Linked DNA regions of Rattus norvegicus: region 1 is linked to region 2. Evidence: chromatin contacts called from public Hi-C data. All regions are on one chromosome and are shown on one strand. The core of a region is the stretch at or near the end of the contact, and the rest is flanking DNA. Distances in the headings are between cores, read along the strand shown.

Region 1 (4,405 bases), core at 898-3,397, 66 kb after region 2:
GCAATAATTTATCTAAGTGTATAAAATTGGTTCTTTTCTCTTTAGAAAGATTTTCTTCCAACCAGCTAGCTGGCTCAGTGTGTAAAGGCACTTTGATCTGAGTTTAATCCCTGCAATCTATATGGTCAGGGGTGAGAGACAGCTCCTAAAATTTATCCTCTGACCTCTACAAGACGGTGCTGGCACGTACACAAAATGAAAATAATTAAACACACACCAGCACATACACAAAATGAAAATAATTAAACACACACCAGCACATACACAAAATGAAAATAATTAAACACACACACACACACACACACATACACACACACACACACACACACACACACACACACACACAAAAGTATTTTGAGCCAAGCATGGCAGTGCATGTCAGACAAGATCATGAGTTTGAAACCTGACTGAGTACATAGCAAAACCCAGACAAAATTACAATTTTAACACACACACACACACACACACACACACACACACACTCTTAGCTTATGTACTTTGTAGCACACAATCCAACCCATACCTAACAGCCTGCAACTTAGTAGCAAGAACAATTCTTGATACTCAACCTTCCCAGGTGTGAAAATTTTTACAAGTCTTAAGTCATAGAGTCCTCACAACAGCATTCTGAGACCAATACTATTAGTGTACCCATTTTACAGCCAAGAAACCAAAGGGCAAAGAGACCTTACTTAATACCACAAAGCCAGTAAAGGAGGAGTCATGACTCAAGGGCGGTCAGTCTGGCTCCAGAACCAGCACTCATTTTCACTCTGCTCCAGCCTCCTCAAGACAGCTGGTTAGACCACGAGCTGGAAGGAGCCATCTCTCCATTCCCTCCTAGGCACTCAGAATCCCTTAAAGACTGGCTTTCCGGACTATCCAGTCACACCTCTCCGTCTTCTAATTCCCTTCCCCCACGTTCATTGTAAAAAGGGGAGCCAGGGACAAAACCACCTGCTGTTTACAGACTGCGCCCAGGACGCAGTGCTCAGTTGCCCTCCCCAGCTCCCAAAGACAAACGTCCGTATTGTCTGCACCACGGGAGGAACTGAAGCCTTGCAACTGTACGTTTTTCTGCAGAGGTCACTGGAGGCCTGGCCAACCCGAACAACACTGAAGGGGGAGGGGGTCCAGCCGCATTTTTGCGGCTGAAGGTTGCGTAGCGCCCACAGCAGCTGCGGTGAGCAGCAGCATGGAACACACCCACAGCTGCCGCGCCCGAAGCGGGCAGCACGTTTTAAAATAAAGACAGCCTGGCCGGGATGCACAGCCTGCTGCCTCGCAGCCCCCACCCACCCCACGCCTGCCAACAACAGGCGCCCAGGGAGTTCCAAGTCTGAAAGGCCGGGTAGAGGACCACCCGAGCCTGCCGCAGAGGCCCTGCCGCGAAGCCAGGGCGCACCACGCGCAAGCAAGCCACGACCCGACCCAGAGACGCCCACCGACTCCCGGGCATCGCGGACAAAGCCTGGCCCGCAAGATCCTCGCCCGGCAATTACCACCTCTCACCACCCCTAAACGGACGGAGCCCAGCGCACAGGAAGGGCACAAGCACACCGGCTCTGGGCCTGGACACATAACGCATGCACACCTGTCCTCGGGACACACACCTGTCTGCAGGCCAGGCACCCTCACATCTCACATTCACCATCGGGTCCACCCCAACCCCAACCACCTCAAGCAAAGGGCTCTCACACAACTATCTTGGGCAGGGACACACACGCACTCACGCCCATCCAAAGGCCGGGCACGCGTGCAGACCATGGCACCTCACACCCACCCTCGGGCCCCTTCTCTTACGCAAACCCGCCTTCACACTCTCTGGCCCTCCGCCGCAGCGTTCGCGTGCGGACCCTCCCCGACCGGGTCACCTGGAGCCCCGATTCCTAGCACGACTGTGCTGGAGGGGGCCTCCGCCCGGGCCAGGCCGTGGGGCCGCATCGAGGCCTCTCCGCCATCTTCCCGGCCCGCGCCGCCCACCTCCCGCGCTCTCACCAGCCGGCCCTGAGCGGGGCGCGCCGCCACTGCCCCTCATCACCGACCGCACGCTGCGCCTCAGCTCCCGGCGGCTCCCGGCCGCCGTTGCCGCCGCAGCCAGCGCTTCACGTCCTGGGTCTCCGCCGCTAGTCCAGTGCGCTGCGGCCGCGCGTCCCCCGTCACCAAGCGCAACCCCCCGCCTCCGACTCCGCCCCCGCGAGGATGCTGGCGCCGCTAGGGGGCGCCGCCCGCGAGGCTGCAATGCGCCTGCGCCACCGCGCAGCCCCTCGGGAGCCCAAAGTGAGCCCTGCCTGGGTCGGAGGCCCCGCCCCCGGTGCAGCGATAGGCAGCCGTTTCGCTCTCACCTGTACCCACCGTACCCACCACTTCTGAAGGTCTAGGTCACCTCAGGTGTGTCCTAATGTGGGTGTGGCGTGACTTTATTAGTTCTAACCCTGCTGGGGTTCCTCAGCTTAAGATTTACCTCTTTCTTGACTCTGGAAAAGTAGCCATTGTCTAAAATACTCTGCGTACTCCCTGTTTCTAATTTCCCTTTATGATTTTCCTCTTATCTTCTTAGTTAACTGAGTTATCGTGGTAACTCAGACACAGCCTTAAATGCGCTCTCTTTTCTATTTTTTCTATTTTTTTATGTGTGTTGAGCGTATGAAGCATGTGCACGCACGTGCTGACGGTGTCCATGTGGAAATCAGAGGACAACTCCTTTCACCATGGGTTCTAGAGATAGAACTCGCACCCTTAGGCTTGTACAAAAAGCACTTCTACTCACTAAGCTCTTTTAAATTTTTATTATTATTTTTTAATCTGAGGCAGAGCTTCATATGGCCAAGGATGACCTTCAACTTCCTATGTAGCCAATGATGACTTTGAAATTTTAATCCTCCTGTTTTCATCTCTCCTGTGCCGGGGTTACAGACATATGCCACCACATCCGGTTTACACAGCTGTGGAGCTGGAACCCATTCTAGGAAAGCCCTTTACCAACCAAGCATCCTCAGCTGCCATTTGGTTTGGTTTTTTTTGTTTGTTTGTTTGTTTTGTTTTGTTTGATGAGCTCTTGCTGTGTGGACCCTGGCTGGCCTCAAACTTAAGATCTGCCTTTAACAGATTACAAGTGCGTTTGTCACCCTCCCAGTTTTTTGTTTCTTTTTTTTTTTTTTTTTTTTTTGGTTCTTTTTTTCGGAGCTGGGGACCGAACCCAGGGCCTTGCGCTTCCTAGGTAAGCGCTCTACCACTGAGCTAAATCCCCAGCCCCCAGTTTTTTGTTTCTTTGTTCATCGGTTTTTGTTTGGTTGGTTTTGGTGGGGTTTTTTGGGGGGCGGGGGGACAGGTTTCTCTGTGTAGCTCTGGCTGTCTTGTAACTTGCTCTGTAGACCAGGCTAGCCTCAAACTCACAGCTGTCCACCTGCCTCTGCTTCCCTAGTGCTGGAATTAAAGGCATGGGCCATCACTGCCATCCACCAGTCCTTTTATTTAAAAAGAAAACAACAACAAAACAAAACAAAACAAAACAAAACAAAAAAAACTTATTACCAGAGCCTAGAGAGATGGATTAGCAATTAAGAGTAAATACTGCTCTTCCAGAGGATTCAAGTTCAATTCCCAGCATCCATGTCAGGTGGCTCAAAACCACCTATAACTCTAGCTCCACGGGACCCATGCCTTTGCATTACTGTATAGAGACACACATAAAAAATAAACCTTCGGGATATTTTACTTATTTTGTGTGTATGCCTGGCTGCATGTGTCAAGACCTCCACAGAGATGTCAGAGAACAAGAGTCAGGTCGTCCCTTCTGCTATTTGGGTCATAGTGGCAAACACACCCTGACCCACTGAGCCATTTCCAGCTCAAGTCTTCATTTCTATGAGTAGCATTTAAATTCCACTTGGCAGCCAAATAAAATGGCCCAAAGCTCTTCTAGGACCACACAGCATTCCATCAATGCTCAGACCCTGTGTAAGAGAGTTCAGACCCATCAACCCCCTGCAGTACTGCAGGCCCCAAGCCCTGGGGATCTCCACTACGTTCACACTCCGCACTTCCTTGCTGAGTCATCCTATGCTGCATGCAAAGGACTAGGGCTCCTGTTCTGTCTGCAGCTCCCTCAGCAGTGCGGTTGGAAACAAACATTCTTCATGCTGCAGAAAGAAACGCACAAATAACAAAAGTAGTCGAGCAAGGCAATTTATCTTTGCAAAAATAAATTAACCAGGCTAGCTTGTACACTAGGGACGGAAGCTCACTTAGTTTTTATCCTAAGGCAGGTGGTGACTGTGTCTTTTTCCTATTGCCTGGGGTCACCTCATAGTCTTTCCTGATTGACTAGTTTTAAAGGAACCCAGCACAAAGAAGTAGGTGAAGGGGGAGGGTAAGGTGTCGGCTGGCTGCTACAGATCAAGTT
Region 2 (4,100 bases), core at 955-3,454:
AACCCATGTCCCCATCTGTGCTGGCACTGACAGTGACATTGCTGTTATAACTCATGGCAGTAGAGGAACAGTGTGTGTGTGTGTGTGTGTGTGTGTGTGTGTGTGTGTGTGTGTGTGTGTGTGTGTGAGAGAGAGAGAGAGAGAGAGAGAGAGAGAGAGAGAGAGAGAGAGAGAGAGAGAGAACAAGACACTGCAGGGAAACACCGGGGACCTCCACTCCCTAGTTAATTGGTGGCTTCCTGAGTGGGTTGATTACCAGGAACACCACCACTAGGTGGAGACAAAGCCTTCAACACAAGAGTCGCTGAGGAGAAAAATGAACCAATCACTACTGATGAAGCATAGCCTGAAGTAAAAATTGCCAAAATGTGTTGCAACTAGACATGCTAAGAATGTGTGTGTATTAAAGGCTTAAGAAAGTATCAAGTATACTAGAAAGAAGTCTTTGGGGAATGTAAGTTTCTGCAGAAATACCAGCCCATGATTCTACTGTGCAGTAGAAGGGCTCTGCAGGATCTGCCGTGAACTATGGAAATGCTAGTATCAACTGGCTTGCCCACGCTTGTGGACCTAGCTTTAAGTAATTCCACTAAGACTGGGGGTAGGGGGTGTTCAGAAATAAGAGCTAAATATTCTTGATTTGCTCCACCACATAGCATGATATAAGCTAAAAACTATATTATGGCTTTTTCCTTTAAACTAAGAGGAAACATTTGGTATTTTCAGAATGAGAAAAAGGTTCAGTCATGTAGCCTTAGGCTAGCATCACACTTGTGAAGCTCCTCCCTCAGGCTTTGAAGTGCTGCTGTTGGAAGTGCTCCACCTACCCTGTATTGCTCCTGTTTCTCAGGGAGTGAAACCTACAGTCCCAAGACAGATGGGATGACGGATGGCTCAATCACAGACAGTATCCAGCTGCTTTACTTCCCATGCTATCAGAATTAAAAGAAGAGGGCTGGAGAGATGGCTCAGCGGTTAAGAGCACTGACTGCTCTTCAGAGGTCATGAGTTCAATTCCCAGCAACCACATGGTGGCTCACAACCATCTGTAATGAGATCTGGTGGCCTCTTCTGGCCTGCAGTCACATATGCAGGCAGAAAGCTGTACATAAAATAAATAAATAAATCTTAAAAAAAAAATTGAAAGAAGAGGCATGACACCATTCCGGCATGTCTGTAGCAGGTATAGCTGCAACATTTCAGACAAAATGCAAAGGAAATGTGTTTTAAAATCCATCTAACTGTGTGACTAAAAAGATCCTATATAACCATCAGGTGCCATTAACCAGGAGGCATGCTAAAAGGCTGTATCAGCTGGGCGTGGTGGTTCATGCTTATAAATGTAGCAATAGAGGGGTGAGGCAGAAAGACTGCCGTTAGTTTGAGGCCATCTTGGGAGATGTAATGAGTTCCAGCCTAGCCTGAGCTATAGTGTGAGATCCAGGCTCAAACAAACAAATTAACAATTAATGTCAAGAATACGCTCAGCTCCAACTACACTCGAATTTCCTTGGCAACACCCATCTGTGTGGAGAGGCAAAGATATTGTTACAGTTCACAACATATGAATGTTTGCCACTGGTTTTCTTTGCCACTGTGTGTGTGTGTGTGTGTGTGTGTGTGTGTGTGTGTGTGTGTGTGTGTGTGTTTATGCGCATGTATGTGGAAACTAGGGCTGTCATCTGAGGTCATGCTTCTTGTTGTTGTCAAGACAGGGTTTTTCGGCGTAACTCTGGCTCTCCTGGAACTCACTCTGTAGACCAGGCTGGCCTCAAACTCAGAGATCCTCTTGACTCTGACTCCAGAGTGTTGGAATTAAAGGTGTGTGTACAGCCATGCCCAGTTTTTGTTTTGTTTTTTTGAGGCAAGTTCTCTCTATAGGTTTGGTTGACCTGGAACCCACAACGAAGACCAGGCTGCTTCGTGAGTGCTGGGATTAAGTGTGTCCCACCAAGCTTTGCTCCTGCAGCTGGCTTTTATGAAAAGAGGAGCTGGTATACAAAGGTCGGACCTATAGTTTCATGGCAGGCAGTTTTCCAACTGTGTCACTGCTCCTGCTCCTTGGAGCAGCCACACTGGCAACCTGCTGCCCACAAGGTGCCTTTGGCTCCCTCTCAGAACATGGCCCTCCTGCTCTGTTAAGCAGACAGGTGGTTCATCGTGTGCCTATCCTCACCAGAGCAATATTCCGACTTGTGAAGCACCCTGCAAAGAGGGCAGCCAGTCAGCTGGGCCTGGCCCAGAACAAACACAGATGGTGAAATCAGCAGAGGAGGGCACAGAAGTAATTCAAAGTGGACTCCATCTGCTTGAAAAGTTAGAAGGGGAAGAAAAGCAAAAAGAAAAGCTGAATGGACTCAGGGAGATGACTCAGCAGAGAGACCCTTGCCTAAGTTTGCTTCCTAGAACTTTGTTTGTTTGTTTGTTAGAGGAGAGGCTCTTACTAGGCTGATCTTGAACTCCTAAACTGGAAGGGGTCTTCTTGCTTCAGCTTCTCAAGTGCTGGGGCTAGTCTTGTACCACCACAGCCAAGCCTCCACTTTTTAATGGCATAGACGTCACTGGTTCCTAAATTCTAGGCAGTCTGAATTCTGGGTCTCTCTAGTATCATCTCTTCTGGATTTCTGCTGGAGAAAAGGCCTTCTGTCTTCGGTAGGCGGTTGGTTTGGTTGGGATTTTTCACAAACCCACTTGCCCAGCCCAAATGGAGCCTTGTCATGTGTCAGACACACATAGATACCACCATGGATACCACTGCATGATTAGAACACACACTCAAAGGCGTTCCAGTGCAAGAAGATGAAGTCAGTGAGATATAGCACATTAATAGACTGAAGGAAGAAACTACCATCTCATAGAAGGTCGGCCACCACGGTCCGACACGCTTTCCTGATAGGCTCCCTGGGAAACAGGAACGAGAGGGAAGTTCCCCATACAATGACCCTTATGAAAACACCAGCTATATCCTCAGCAAAGATACTTGGTGGAAGAAGGTCTGGTCCGATTGGTCTCTAATGTCTCCACTGCCTGTCAGGTCATGCTATGTCCCCTCGACACCACTGTCACTGTGTCTGCCCTGCCTGGCTGAGCTCCTAGAAGGGCAGGGTTGGACTAAGGCAGCACTGCCTGTACTCAGTGTATCACTGGCAGTGCCTCTTCTTAGATTTAAATGAGCCCAGCCCCTGAGAATAGTCCTCTATCCTTCATGTTGGAGGAACTAGAGGCCATGTCCTCATTCTCTACAAATTATCCAAAGACACAACTCTGAGCAGACATAGCCCACTGAGGTGTACCAGCCGCCCTCTGCAAAAGGACAGCAGAGCCCCAGATGTCTAGCTTTTCTCCTTAGCACCTTTCTCCCCTCCCCCCCACCCCTGGTATTCTGAGTCAGGGTCTCACTTAAACATAGGCTGGCCTCAGACTCCTGGTTCTCCAGTGCCTCCAGCTCCCGGGTGCTAAGATCACTGGTGTGACACACCTCACCTGGCTTTACTCACCTACCTTCCTCAAGGCTTTGTACACTTCCGAATGTGACTAATGACACTATCAGTAAAGGGGAGGTGGCTGGCCTGCCTGATAACCCTGGTCCAGCAAAGAACCCTATCAACTGGACAACTAACAGTCTTGAAAGCTGCGTGCTATACTCTGCCACCCCAGCCCCACCCTCCTCTAAGTAAGTACCCCTCCCCCAACCCGCCGGCCTCCTCACCTGCTAGTCTCCTCCTTCGAAGTGACCAAGGTTGTCGCCCGCCCACCACGAACTGGCAGCTCCTGTGCCCTTTCTTCAGGCTCGGGTTCCAGCGAGGAGCCCGTGCTACCATCTCGACTGCCCCTCCCTGGGCTGCTGTCTGCAGAGGCACGCGGAGACTCAGTGTTCTGTTTCAGCGTCTGCAGTTTGGCCAGCGGAATGATGTCGCAGTTCTGTGGGCGATGCCACACGGTGCGCTGCGAAGCAGCACTGTAGTAGTAGAAGCGTGATGTATTGGGGTCGAAGAGCTCCCACCACTGGTCCTCACTGGTGCGCTTGATGCGCACGCCCGCTGGTGGGTCCCACACGCACTCCCCGGTGACCAGGTTGGCATACATACGTTCGCGCGTGC

What was found. A called contact is a pair of places that touch in the nucleus more often than the background predicts.
Region 1: a contact with region 2 is called in a Hi-C map of liver, with 7 times the contacts expected there. The contact joins the promoter of Arhgap39 here to the enhancer-like site in region 2. A contact is called at or near these places in 10 of 12 Hi-C or Micro-C datasets (the A7r5 cell line, the Rat2 cell line, Schwann cells and 5 more) and 1 of 1 datasets of contacts at active chromatin or transcription factors (oligodendrocytes).

The regions. Positions count from the first base shown.
Region 1 is chr7:110,417,313-110,421,717 of GRCr8, forward strand. Arhgap39 (Rho GTPase activating protein 39) reads right to left here and starts at 2,148. Exons shown (of 12, transcript NM_173122.3): 1 at 1,999-2,148.
Region 2 is chr7:110,351,482-110,355,581 of GRCr8, forward strand. It overlaps Arhgap39 (Rho GTPase activating protein 39), which reads right to left. Exons shown (of 12, transcript NM_173122.3): 3 at 3,710-4,100. Among named protein-coding and RNA genes, the nearest start is that of C7h8orf82, 27 kb to the left of the region's middle. Within about 2 kb of position 2,205, at least 2 of the 93 cell types and tissues checked have an H3K27ac peak or open chromatin away from gene starts, as enhancers often do. A contact at or near this core is called in liver, where this site is marked.